Linked DNA regions of Rattus norvegicus: region 1 is linked to region 2. A link is a contact called in public Hi-C data. All regions are on one chromosome and are shown on one strand. The core of a region is the stretch at or near the end of the contact, and the rest is flanking DNA. Distances in the headings are between cores, read along the strand shown.

Region 1 (6,272 bases), core at 2,204-4,703, 35 kb after region 2:
CTAGTGGTAGTGACAGACGCCTTTAATCTCAGCACTTGGAAGGCAGAGGCAGGCAGGATCTCTGTGAGTTCAAGTCCAGCCTGGTCTGCAAACTGAGTTCCAGCACTACACAGAGAAACCTTGTCTCAAATCCTACCCCTCCCCATCCCCACCAAAAAAGAAGAAGAAATCTCTGGGGAAAGCCAGAAATATTGCCTAGAGGCAATGCATGAAAATATTGGTGTAACTGTTCCAGATGAACCCTGGCACAAATGATTTTCAAAGCACTCCCAGAGGGTCCAACACGGAGACTGGTTTTGAACCATGGCTACAGACGCAGCACTCTAGGGCCGAGGACTGGTCAGTACACTCTTCACCTCACATACTTGAGCATCAGGCTGACAGGAAGTCCTCACCGAATGAGGAAGCCAAGTGTGGGGGAGGTGTGCAGAGACGGCTCCGTGCTTAGGACACCTGTTGCTGTTTGCAGAGGACCTGAGGTCGGTTCCCAGCACCCATGTCCAGTTTTCCACAACCACTTGTAACTCCAGCTCCGAGGGGGTCTGCTATTCTCTTCTGTACTCCGGTGGACATACTCTCCAGCACACACAACTACACAGGTGTGTGAATGCACACACACACCAATACACACACCCCACATATGCACACAGGTATGCAAACGCGCACACAACTTTCTTAAAAATAGTACACATAAATCTTGGTCTAAAATGGCCAGATGAGCACATCTTCTCCTCTGACCTCTATTAGCACACGCCGTAGTGTACACGGTCCTAAGCACGGTTTCGAGTACCCTCAGATCTCCCGTTTCTTGAGCCCTGGCTTGGCCTCCCTTTATCAACCACAAGCACAGCTCCAGGTGGCCTCTCCCGTGGGCAGATTGCCAGCTGCTCTTTTAACTGCTCCGTGCGTGGCACATGCCAGTCCCACTCTTGGCTTGGCAAATGTCCTTGTCCATCAAGAGAACTCTCCCAGCAACAGCCAGACTCAGCCCTTGGTCCTTGGATCATCTCCCTGCCAGGGTAAGAGAACAACAGGATGGGAGGCTGAAAAGTGTACTTCCAAGCATTCAGTGGCAGAGTGTGTAACCTTAACTGGAAAGCATCTCACACAGGACAAATGCAAACCAACCAACAAAAAAACCAAAACCGACCAAACAAACAGAACCAAGACCACCAGCAACAAATTGTGTGTGTGTGTGTGTGTGTGTGTGTGTGTGTGTGTGTGTGTACTTCATTCAGACACGAGGGCTCAGAGGTACACACAAAACACTCTCCAGACCTCAAATCCTTCCTTCCCACCACCCATAGGATATCAGGAGAGGGGATGTAGCAGAATGGTGGGGCCCATAAACAGTCGTTAGGATGAAGAGGCTTTGAAGAATAAGTCATTGCAGTCCCAGACTTGAAGAAGGATTGGAAATATGCTGGGGACCCAAGAACATCTTAGTTGGCCTCTCATTCAGTACCGAAAATTGGAACACACACACACACACACACACACACACACACACACACACACACACACACCCTGATCTTCAGATGCCCTTCCCAACAAAACAAGGATGAGTCAGAGGCCATAACATCTGGTACCCTACCATCTGGTCCTAACCCCATCATACTTCTCAAACTGCATTTTCAAAAGTAAGTCCCAGGGACAGTCTCATGACATAGTGTCCATGGTTCCAGGAGAGCCCATGTCAATGCTTGGAGAAACCTTGGGCTAGGTTTGCACTATTACTATCTTGAAATTCTTAAGTTCGTGAACAAAAGCCCTCATATTTCATTTTGCACCAGACTCTACAGTTATGTGTCTGATCAAACACAAACTCTTACAAAAACCCAGCAAGGTTTGGGAAGCTAAGGAAGAAGAAGTGTGAGTTCAAGGCCAGCCTGGACTACATAGCATATGGTCAGCCTGGGCTACATAACGAGACAAAATATCAAACTATAAATATAATGATAATAGGGTTGGGGATTTAGCTCAGCGGTAGAGCGCTTGACTAGCGAGCGCAAGGCCCTGGGTTCGGTCCCCAGCTCCGAAAAAAAGAAAAAAGAAAAAAAATAATGATAATAAAAACAATAATAATAATAATTAATAACAATAACCCAGTAAGGTTCTAAACCTTTCTAATGCTACAACCGTTTAATACAGTTCCTCATGTTACAGTGTCCCCCAACCATAAAATTAATTTCATTGCTACTTCATGGCTGTAATTTTGCTAGTGTTACATTATAATTAGTAATGTAAATATCTGTTTTCCAGCAGTCTTAGGTGACCCCTGTGAAAGTGTTGTTTGACACCCCCCTCAAGGTGTTGTGACCCATAACTGAGACCAACCAATGTACACAGCCATTCATATCTATGACTTAGGGTCACCCCTGCAAAACACAACAGGGGAATGGAGCAGGGAAACCTGTCTTGGTGTTGCAATTAAGTCAGACGGTTCTGGGAGATGTAAAGAAAATAGCGGTACAAGCTCTCTCACATCCATTCCGCATGGAGCCTCTCCACATTCTGTCTTTGTTCAGACACGAGGTCTCAGAAATACATCCAAACACTCTTCAGACCTCAAATCCTTCCTTCCTAGGCCCCTAGTTCAGAGTGAAAATTTGGCAGGAAAGCTCATAAAATCACCACACCAGGCTCCAAGCGCCTTCAAGAACCCGGCTCTAGTCCTAGAGTGACCGTCTACAACAGCAAACGGAAACGGAACCACAGCGCCGCCTGGTGGTCAAGAGGGTTAGCCCTGTGAAGATTCAGGGGCATTCTCTAGATGTTTCTGAGTAAAAGACAGGCACCAGAGAACAAAAACATAGCGGGAGGGGGCTTGGGTTGCAAGTTACTGAGGTGGAATCGCAGGATTCTGCACCCAGGGCAACCAAGCCGCCATCCTTTTGGCCAGTCAGGGTCTAGGCAAGAAAAGGAGGTTCTGGGAGGCGGCTTTCAGCAGCTGATAGGAGATAGCAACTGCTGGGTTATGGGGAAAAAGTCCGGGGCAGGGAACGGAATCCAGGCCTGTCTCCCTCACATCAGGGTCTGGGATCTGCTCTCTCTTGGCATTGTCTGGCCAGGCCATGGCTCAGGTATCTGACACCTGGGGCCTAGAGTCACATGCCAGGAAACTCTATACTCTTGGGCCCCAGGTCACAGCTTCCAGCTGCCTCAAACAAACAGGACTTCTGAAGGAGGAAGCGGGTCTCCAGAGCCCACTGGCAGGGGGACTACTTCTGGGAGAAAGGCGGAAGCACAGGAGAGGACTCAGCCACCAACCAGGGTGAGAGGCAGGAAGGAGAAGGCAGAGGAGGTGGAGAGGTGAACTGAGCCAAGAACACAGAGCTGGGGCAGGCTGGGGTAGATGCTTCCAGAAAAGGGAGTTGATGAGCACAGAGGGCGGGGCCAGAGGTACCGGCTACCTACGTGGGTAGTCTGACTGGACACCCTGGGATCTATCACTAATAAATCCCTCTTGTGACACTAGTGCCAACCAGAACCGCTGGTGTTCGCCTGGCTCCCTTGGCAGTCATACAGGTACGTAGAGGACGAAAATGTTTATTTCAGTAAGTGAAATGAATATGCAAGCAGAAGAAATAGCGTGGAAATCCCCCTCAGGCCCATTTTAGCAGGGCAAAGGGACAGAAGGACCATATAGATTAACCTAGAGTCAATAGAACCCAAGTCTAAGGAAGTCCCCTCCCCAGGGACCTGTTGGAGAGAAAGAGAGAGGGAGAGGGAGAGGGAGAGGGGGAGAGAGAGACAGAGAGAGAGACAGAGAGAGAGAGAGAGAGAAACAGAGACAGAGAGACAGCCAGAAAGAGACAGAGGGATGCGGTCGGACAGACCAACTGTCCTAGGGTTCAGAAAGCCTGGAAAGGTGTGGCTTGGGTCCAGAGAGGTCCCACCTAGGGACTCTAATCGGAGAGCGCTTCTTGGGACATAGAATTCTAACTTTGTCCTCTGTCATATGTTCGTCTATTACTCAGATTCTCCTCCAGTCCGGGATTATGTTTATCTGCGACCATGCTCCTACTAGCTCCTCGCCTCCTGCCCCTCCTGCTGGTGATAGGCACAGGGCGCTCTGTGTCCAGCCCCCAGACACTGCCCCAAGGCTGCTACATAGCAGAAGAAGCCGGAGAACAGACATTCCGCTGCAGCCGGGCTGGCCTGAGTGCCGTGCCCAGCGGTATCCCCAACGACACCCGAAAGCTTTACCTGGATGCCAACCAGCTGGCATCAGTGCCAGCTGGCGCCTTCCAGCACCTGCCGGCCCTGGAGGAATTAGACCTGTCTCATAACGTCCTTGTTCATCTCTCAGGGGCTGCTTTTCAGGGCCTGGAGGCCACTCTGCGCCACCTCGACCTCTCTGCCAACCAGCTAGCATCTGTGCCTGTGGCAGCCTTCGTGGGGCTGCAGATCCAAGTGAACCTGTCCGCCAACCCATGGCGCTGCGACTGTGCCCTACAGGAAGTGCTCAGGCACGTGAGGTTAGCCCCAGGCTCGGGGACAGGCATTGTGTGTGGTCCAGAAGCCCGACCAGATCTCGTGGGACACGAGTTCCTTCTGCTCACCGGGGAGGAAGAGTTGTGTGGGACCGGGCGAGGTGGGACCCGAAGGAGCACGGACGTGGCCCTGTTAGTCACCATGGGGGGCTGGCTGACACTGGTAGTGGCTTATCTGATCCACTATGTGTGGCAGAACCGGGATGAGACGCGGCACCCGGTCAAGCGGGCTCCTCCCGTGCAGCCTGTGCGCTCAGAGGATTCCTCTACGCTCAGCACAGTGCTCTGAAGACCGGAAGCACTCCAAGCTCTTGGCCCTGTGCCCCAGCCTTTCATCTGTCCCATGTCCTCTCTCTATACCAGCGGTTCTCAAACGGGGGATGGGGTGGGGGGTGCAATGACCCTTTCACAGGGGTCACCTATTAGATATCCTGCATATCAAATATTTACAATACAATTCATATCAGCTCCAAAATTATAATTATGAAGAAGCAACGAAACTAATTTTATGGTTGGGGGATCACAACAAGTGTTGAAGGGCTGCAGCGTTAGGAAGGTTGAGAATTGCTGTTCTATCTCTTCCTGCATCCCCAAACACCTTCTGTGGTGCTCGCGCTCGCTCTGGCGCTCTCTCTCTCTCTCTCTCTCTCTCTCTCTCTCTCTCTCTCTCTCTCCCTCCCTCTCCCTCCCTCCCTCCCTCCTTCCGTCCCTCCCTCCATCATTCTCTGGAACACTTTGGTGTCTGGATTTGAGGGTACCTCCTATACTGAGATTGTGCTAAACTCAGAGAATCCTAAGTTCCCGAATCCACGGGGCAGAGGTGGGGGCGGCAGAAGGGACAGTCATCTGGGTGTGCAGCAGCTCAGAGGGAGAAGCCAGTGGCTATAGGAGGCTGCAGGTGACCACAGAGGCCTCGCCATACAGATGTGTGTAATGACCCCAAAATAATGATGGCTTTGGGGGGTTAGGGAGATGCTTCATGATAAAGTGTCTGTCCTGCAAGCAGGAGGACCTGAGCTCAGATCTCTAGTCTCCACTTAAAGTCTGGGCGTACGTAGGGTGGGTGTCTGCAAACCCAGTGCTGGGGTAGAGGCAAACAGATCCTAGAGCTCATTGGCTGGTCAGACTAATCAGATCAATACTCTCCAGGTTTGGTGGGCCACTGGAGGCTGAAAGAATGGGGAGAGAGCTGATGAATAATGTGTACACGTGCGTGCATGCTCTCATGCTCTCTCTCTCTCTCTCTCTCTCTCTCACACACACACACACACACACACACACACACACACACACACACACACACACACACACAGAGCCACCCAGAATGAGGGCTTTGGGAAGAAGAGGCAGAAAAGAAAGGACGCTATGAGAAGATGTGGAACATGTGGGTGGCCACGGGACCAGCCTTGCCAGTGGGAGGGAGGGTGTGGAGAAGTCGAGGGATGGTGGAAGCAATATGAGGTGAGAACAGAAAGCAAGGGTGCGGCCATATTGAGAAGGGCCTCTGGGCTCTTCCTCTGCTCCCTCTACTTCTCCTCCATCTCGCTTCTCACCTCCCAAACTCTTCTCCCTGTGTCCCCTATCAAGGACTTCTATCAAGGTCCCCTACTTCCTTTCCTAAAATTTCCCCATCCTCCTGCCCTCTCCTTTGTACATTGGCAGTTTCCCTGAGCCCTTTCCCCTGGAGGAAAGATGACCCCATTTAGAGATTGAACTGGATATGGATGACAACAATTTGGGGGTTGAGCAGAAACCCCAGAGTATCATTGAACAAAT
Region 2 (6,314 bases), core at 2,617-5,116:
TACTAACTAGCAGTAGTCATGGTAACTAATTAGCTTATTGTTAGATTAGATAAGCCTTGTACTTTTCCCTTGTAAATAATCCAGAGTTACTTTGTATTATAATTTCTTGGGGAGGCAATTAGGAAAGAAGTGCCAGCTCAGTGCAGGTCAGTGACAGAAAGCCGGTGCCAGCCTTTTATGTACCAGGCTCTAGATTCAATTCCTGGAACCAGACAAAAATTAAAAAGCAGTTAATAAAGAGCAGTCACCGAAGTGAAGTCACAAAGGGTCAAATTCCAAAGTTGCTATTCAAGGCCTTGCTCTGGTGGCTGTCATTTCCATATTGACAGACAGATAGGATAGATTTACAACCACTCCACAGTAATCCCAGCACCCAGGGAGGAGGTCAAGGACAGCCTGTGCTTCGTGAGACACTGTGTGTGTGTGTGTGTGTGTGTGTGTGTGTGTGTGTCTATGTCTATGTGCGCCTGTGTGTGTACCCATATGTGTGTACCCATATGTGTGTGCCTATGTATGTGCCTGTGTGTCTGTGTCTGTGTGTGTTTATGTGTGTGCCTGTGCATGTGCCTGTGTGTGCCTGTGTGTATGCATGAGAGAGAGAGATCTAAAAATCTCAGCTCTAGCCATTTCCTCTTACCAAACTCATTTCTGCCTCCTGGGCAAATACATTGATTCCTTGTATAGAAAAAGCCCTTCTTGGGCTGGAGGGATGGCTCAACGGTTTAAGAGCACTGACTGCTCTTCCAGAGGTCCTGACTTCAATTCCCAGCAACCACATGGTGGCTCACAACCATCTGTAATGGGATCTGATGCCCTCTTCTGGTGTGTCTGAAGACAGCTACAGTGTTGTACTCAAATAAAAAGTGAATAAATAAAAAGTGTTTAAAAAAAAAAAGAAAGAAAGAAAAAGCCATTCTTCCTTTCCTCCCTCCCTCCCTTCGTTTTGTGTGTACATGTTTTGTTTTGTTTTGTTTTTTTCAGAGCTGGGGACCGAACCCAGGGCCTTGCACTTGCTAGGCAAGCGCTCTTCCACTGGTGTGTACATGTTTTAAAGACACCAGCTCACTCTTAGCCTGGGTTAGCCTTGGATTCGTCGCACTTCTGCCTCAGCGCCCAGGTTGCAGGGATTATAAGATTACAGCTGCCACACCTCCTGTATTTTGATTAGATGTCACTAGTACCCCACTTTCTTCCTTAAGTGCCCCTCCCACTGCTAATTTATCAAGCAGTCATTTATATTCTTTTTTTTTCCTTCGGAACTGGGGACCGAACCCAGGGCCTTGCGCTTCCTAGGCAAGCGATCTACCGTTGAGCTAAATCCCCAACCCCGTCATTTATATTCTAAAGCCTGACTGTAAGTTGAAGGGATTGTATCAAGTAATGTCTGGGTGAGGCAGCTGCTCTGGGATCCCAGCTCTGAGGAGGCACAGGTGGCAAGACTGCAGTGAGGCTGAGGCCAGCCTGGCTACAGAGTGAGTGAGACTCTGTCTGAAATGTAAAATGTAATATGATCTGTAATACCTCTCCAGCACTGATCGAAGCTTGCTAGCTTGTCTTGTTCCCCATTAAATAAGGAACGAATGAGAAGAAACATGCAGCACCCTTCCATCTGCTGTCCTGGGTTTGCGTATGCATGTACCTGGGTATATGTGAGAGGGTGTGTATGGTGTGGGTGTTCAGTGCCTTCTGACGCACATACATGTGCATGCTTATGGATACCAGAAGTCGGTCTTTCTTACATATTCTTCTGGCTACCTACCTTGCATTGTTTTGTTTAGTTGTGTTGTGTTGTATTCAAAACCACATCTCACTAGGACCTGAAGTTTGCCAACTCAGCTAGCCTGGCCGGTTAGTGAGACCCAGGGATCCTCCTGTCTCTGTTTCTCTGCACTGAGGTTAGGAGCACGTGCTACCACACCCAGCTATATATTTCTACGTGTTCGTCTACCTTGCTTTGTCTTAGTCTGTGTGGGAGGGCACACGTCAGTGTGGATGCTCCAGAGGCCACAGGAGGGCGTGCTTTGGCTCCTCTGGAGGTGGGCCCTCAGGCAGTCATGAGTCAGTCAACATGGGTCTGGGAAACAAACTCTGGTCCTCTGCAAGAGCAGCAAATGGTCCTAACCTCTGAGCCCTCTTCCCAGCCTCCATCACCCAGCTTTTCCACATGGGTTCTGGGTACCAGGCCTGGGTCCTCTCGCTAGGTTGGCAAACACTTTACTACACAGATGTCTCCTTAGCCATCTTCACTTTGTGTTTCGTGATGCCGTTAGTTGATCTTTTGAGACCTGGTCTCATATAACTCAAGCGATCCTCAGACTTGTAGCTAAGAACTTTGATTTCCTAAGCCTCTTTCCTCTACCTCCCAAGTCTGCAGTTACAGGTATGTGCCTCGATGCCAGGCCTGCAACCTGCCCACACACACACACACACACACACACACACACACACACATACACACACACACACTTTGATAGCTAAAGCCATTAAGTCTGCATCCAGAGGTCAATTTTTGACTCCCCTGCTCACTTAATATAAATTTATTTATTTTATGTACATAAGTACACTGTCACTGTCTTCAGACACACCAGAAGAGGGCATCGGATCTCTTTACAGATGGTTGTGAGCCACCATGTGGTTGCTGGGAATTGAACTCAGGACCTCTGGAGGAGCAGTCAGTGCTCTTAAGCACTGAGCCACCTCTCCAGCCCTGACTGTTTATTCTGAGCTTTGAAATGGTTTCTTGGTGGTTTACTGAGTCACATTCCTCCACCCAGAGAAGCCTAGTCCAAAATAACCTGTGTAAAAATAACACGGCAAAATATAAAGGGTGTGCAGAACAGTCAGTCACTAAGTGAAGCCAGTCCTCTCTCTCATTAGCATAAAAAGGTCCTGAGATGGCGCCACAGCTAATCTTTACATCGTTCAGTGGAAACAAACTGTAAAGCGTCCTCACAGTGAAGCAGAGAGAGTCCCAGCTCTCTTTCGTCCTGAGTCTGTAAGGAGTCAGGTGGCACATAACTGTCGTCTGCCAAGCATCGCTGTTACATAATGTTCTGACCTTTGCACTGGCATAAGGGTAGTTTCCAACACCAGCAGGTTACTAATGACAGAGGGACACTCGGGTCCCATTTGTTTGGTGTGATGTCCATCCGACCAGCTGTAGTGCTACTAGGCCTAAGCTTTAACAGTGGGAGTCTTGCCTGCCTGTCTTGTGGATGCTTTCGCTTGAAACTGCTAAGGATATTAGTGCATACCTTAGCTCCGATAATACACTTTAGTCAAATGTTCTGGCCATATGCCAAACACCATTGAAGTAAGAGAAAATCACGGATCATACAAATTTTATTAAATAACACAATTTCAATGATGACTCAGCAGTTAAGAGCCCTATCTCCTCTTTCAGAGGACCTGGATTTGATCCCAGCACTCATATGGTGTCTCACAACCATCCATAACCCTGGTTCCAGGGCATCCAGTGTCTTCTTCTGCCCTCTCTCACATCAGGCACAAAAGTGGCACACGGACAGACACAAAGGCAAAATACACAAGTCAATCCTTTTTGTTTGTTTGTTTAAAGAATACCATTGTTTGAACATTTATGCTCCACCACCCTGCTAGCAAGCTTATCAGACTACTTGGGAAGAGAAGACTAATAGTTTATGAACTTTCCAACCAATCATAAAGTCTCCTACAAGAGTCAATGTCTAGGCCCCAGTCACTGCTCTGTGAATTACTAGATAGACTTTAACATCACATTCCTGCTTGTCAGCTCTGTGTGAACTTCCTCAATGTCCAGAGCTGTGCCAGGGCTTGCTAGGTCACTGCTGACAGGGAGGGCAGAGGAGAGAAGGAGGGCAGGGAGGAGTAAGTGAGGTGATGGTGTTCAGGAAACCTCTGACCGACCAGCAACCAGGTACTTCTTTATTTATACAGGGTTCGCAGAGCAAAGACAGACTAATGATTATCCAAGGAGTACCGATTCTGTGGTTGATTTTCTTCATTACATATCCAGGGTTACAAGTTCAATGACAACAGAAAATACAGACAGAGCGGATGAACAGATCTTATTCTTTTTTTTTTTTTTTTTTGGTTCTTTTTTTCGGAGCTGGGGACCGAACCCAGGGCCTTGCGCTTCCTAGGCAAGCGCTCTACCACTGAGCTAAATCCCCAACCCCCAGATCTTATTCTTTTTTTTTTTTTTTTTTTTTTTTTTTTTGGTTCTTTTTTTCGGAGCTGGGGATCGAACCCCAGATCTTATTCTTATGACCAGCCCTATAAGTCCAGCATGAAGAATCGAAAGAATGTCTCCTCCAAAGCAAACATGTTTATTACTCGACAGTCTGCTTTTAGGCTGGCAACGTTGGTGGTTGAAAGCACTCCGGACAAACAAAATATCTGTACTGATCTTTTTATAAGCAGCAAATACTAATACCTAACTCCTTCTACCGTACATGCCATTGTCTACACTGTAAAGTAGCAAGTGTTTATTTTAGTCAATCGATCTTGTGTACTAAGTTCTCGACCCCCCGGGGGTGAACCCCGTACAACCCCCATCTTTAAACCACATTGTCAGAGAGCTCTAAGCATACTGCAAAGGGAGGCCTTGAATCTCTAACCTATTCCCCTGGCCAGTCAGAGTCTGTCAGTTGTCTCTATTTACCCTGCACCAGTTATACTGTTTGAGTTTGCTCAGGGGCAGATACCCTAGGAAGACCTCTGGAGTATAATGGCCTCATCTAGCTCTCTGCTTATCTGTGCTTAGTGATCTCCAGGACATAAGGGAGACTCCCAAATAGTGGCCAGATAGAGTTAATTTTAGGAAGAATTATTCCTAATTATTATTAGGAAGAATTATTATTAATTTCCGAAGAAGACTCAGACATAATTTTCTCAAGAAAAGACGTAAAATGAATCATTATGCAGAAAGTCCCCAAGAACGAAACATGCAGAGACCAAAACCCCAAAGTGAGAGACAGAAGGACAGTGGTGGCTGCCATCGGCTCCACTTCTCTGGAACTGTGTCAAGCAGCCGTGCTGGCTTCGTGACTCTCACCGTCCCCAGTGGATGTGGCTGTGCCATAGCTGTTCAAATGAACACCACTGTCCGTTTGCTACTAAGTGGCTTCTTGTAGGGATAATCTCTTACGTGGGAACGCATCACCTGTCAATAAAAAGCTGACAGGAGGGGTTAGGGATTTAGCACAGTGGTAGAGCGCTTGCCTAGCAAGCACAAGGCCCTGGGTTCGGTCCCCAGCTCCGAAAAAAAGAAAAAAAGAAAAAAAAAATGCTGACAGGACTGTTAGCAAAAGGCAGGAAGCAGAAGGTGGGACATCTGGCAGAGAGAGAGGAACTCTGGGAGATAGTCAGAGGCAGGAGATTCACCACCGGCACTGTGAGGAAGCTGGATGTATAAAAGTGAGAAGGAAGCAGGTGTGGAATAGTTTAAATGGGTTAAATAAGTTGCAGGCTTAGTGGGAACAGCCCTAACTTATGCCCAGGGAATTAATTAATAAATAATAGGCCTCTGAATCACTGATGAGGAACGGGGGCATGGATGGAAAGGCCCGAGGTCACAGCTTCTGTTGCCAGTTGTTGGCTTTTGTGTTTTCTTTTCCTTGTCTCCTTAGAGGCTTTTGGCTATTTCCAGTTTTAAAAACAAACACATTGTAAGTTCGTTTAAAACCTTCTTACAATTCTCCTCTATCACTATTCTCCCTCTGCAAGAATTACACCCAGAAACTCATGTGTTGCCCCTCTAACCCCTGGGTGAAAAGGATCCCCACCTGCTTCAGCCTCCAAAGTAGGTAGGACCACAGGTGAACACCACCATGCCTGCCAAGTCTTTAGGTTTGGTTTTATTTTCTGTGGTCCTTGGAGTTGAACTTAGGCTCTTACCATGCTTCCAAGTTTCCAAGAACTGAACTATATCCCTAATCCTTTATTAAAAAAAAACCTTGTTTCCGGGCTGGAGAGATGGCTCAGTGGTTAATAGCACTGACTGCTCTTCTGGAGGTCCTGAGTTCAAATCCCAGCATCCACATGGTGGCTCACAACCATCTGATGCCCTCTTCTGGTGTGTCTGAAGACAGCAACAGTGTACTCACATATATAAAATAAATAAAAACAAATCTTTTAAAAAAAAACAACCTTGTTTCCTCCCCCAGGAGTTGCCCATCTTCGGGCCATATGCTTTTGTTGAGACAGGGCCTTACTGATTTACCTGGGTTAGCCTTGATCTTGTTCCGATGGCCAGGCAGACCCTGACCTTTGGATCCTCACAATGCTGCCCCCCATGCACCCGGGATTACAGAGAC

What was found. Hi-C and Micro-C count contacts between places; a contact is called where the count stands out from the background.
Region 1: a contact with region 2 is called in a Hi-C map of kidney, with 2.8 times the contacts expected there. The contact joins the promoter of Lrrc3c here to the enhancer-like site in region 2. A contact is called at or near these places in 3 of 12 Hi-C or Micro-C datasets (hepatocytes, kidney and liver).

The regions. Positions count from the first base shown.
Region 1 is chr10:84,101,613-84,107,884 of GRCr8, forward strand. Lrrc3c (leucine rich repeat containing 3C) reads left to right here and starts at 3,454. Exons shown (of 2, transcript NM_001398593.1): 1 at 3,454-3,528; 2 at 3,981-4,785. The coding sequence starts at 4,018. The coding sequence ends at 4,785.
Region 2 is chr10:84,065,740-84,072,053 of GRCr8, forward strand. No RefSeq gene overlaps it. Among named protein-coding and RNA genes, the nearest start is that of Zpbp2, 14 kb to the left of the region's middle. Within about 2 kb of position 3,867, at least 7 of the 93 cell types and tissues checked have an H3K27ac peak or open chromatin away from gene starts, as enhancers often do. A contact at or near this core is called in hepatocytes, kidney and liver, where this site is marked.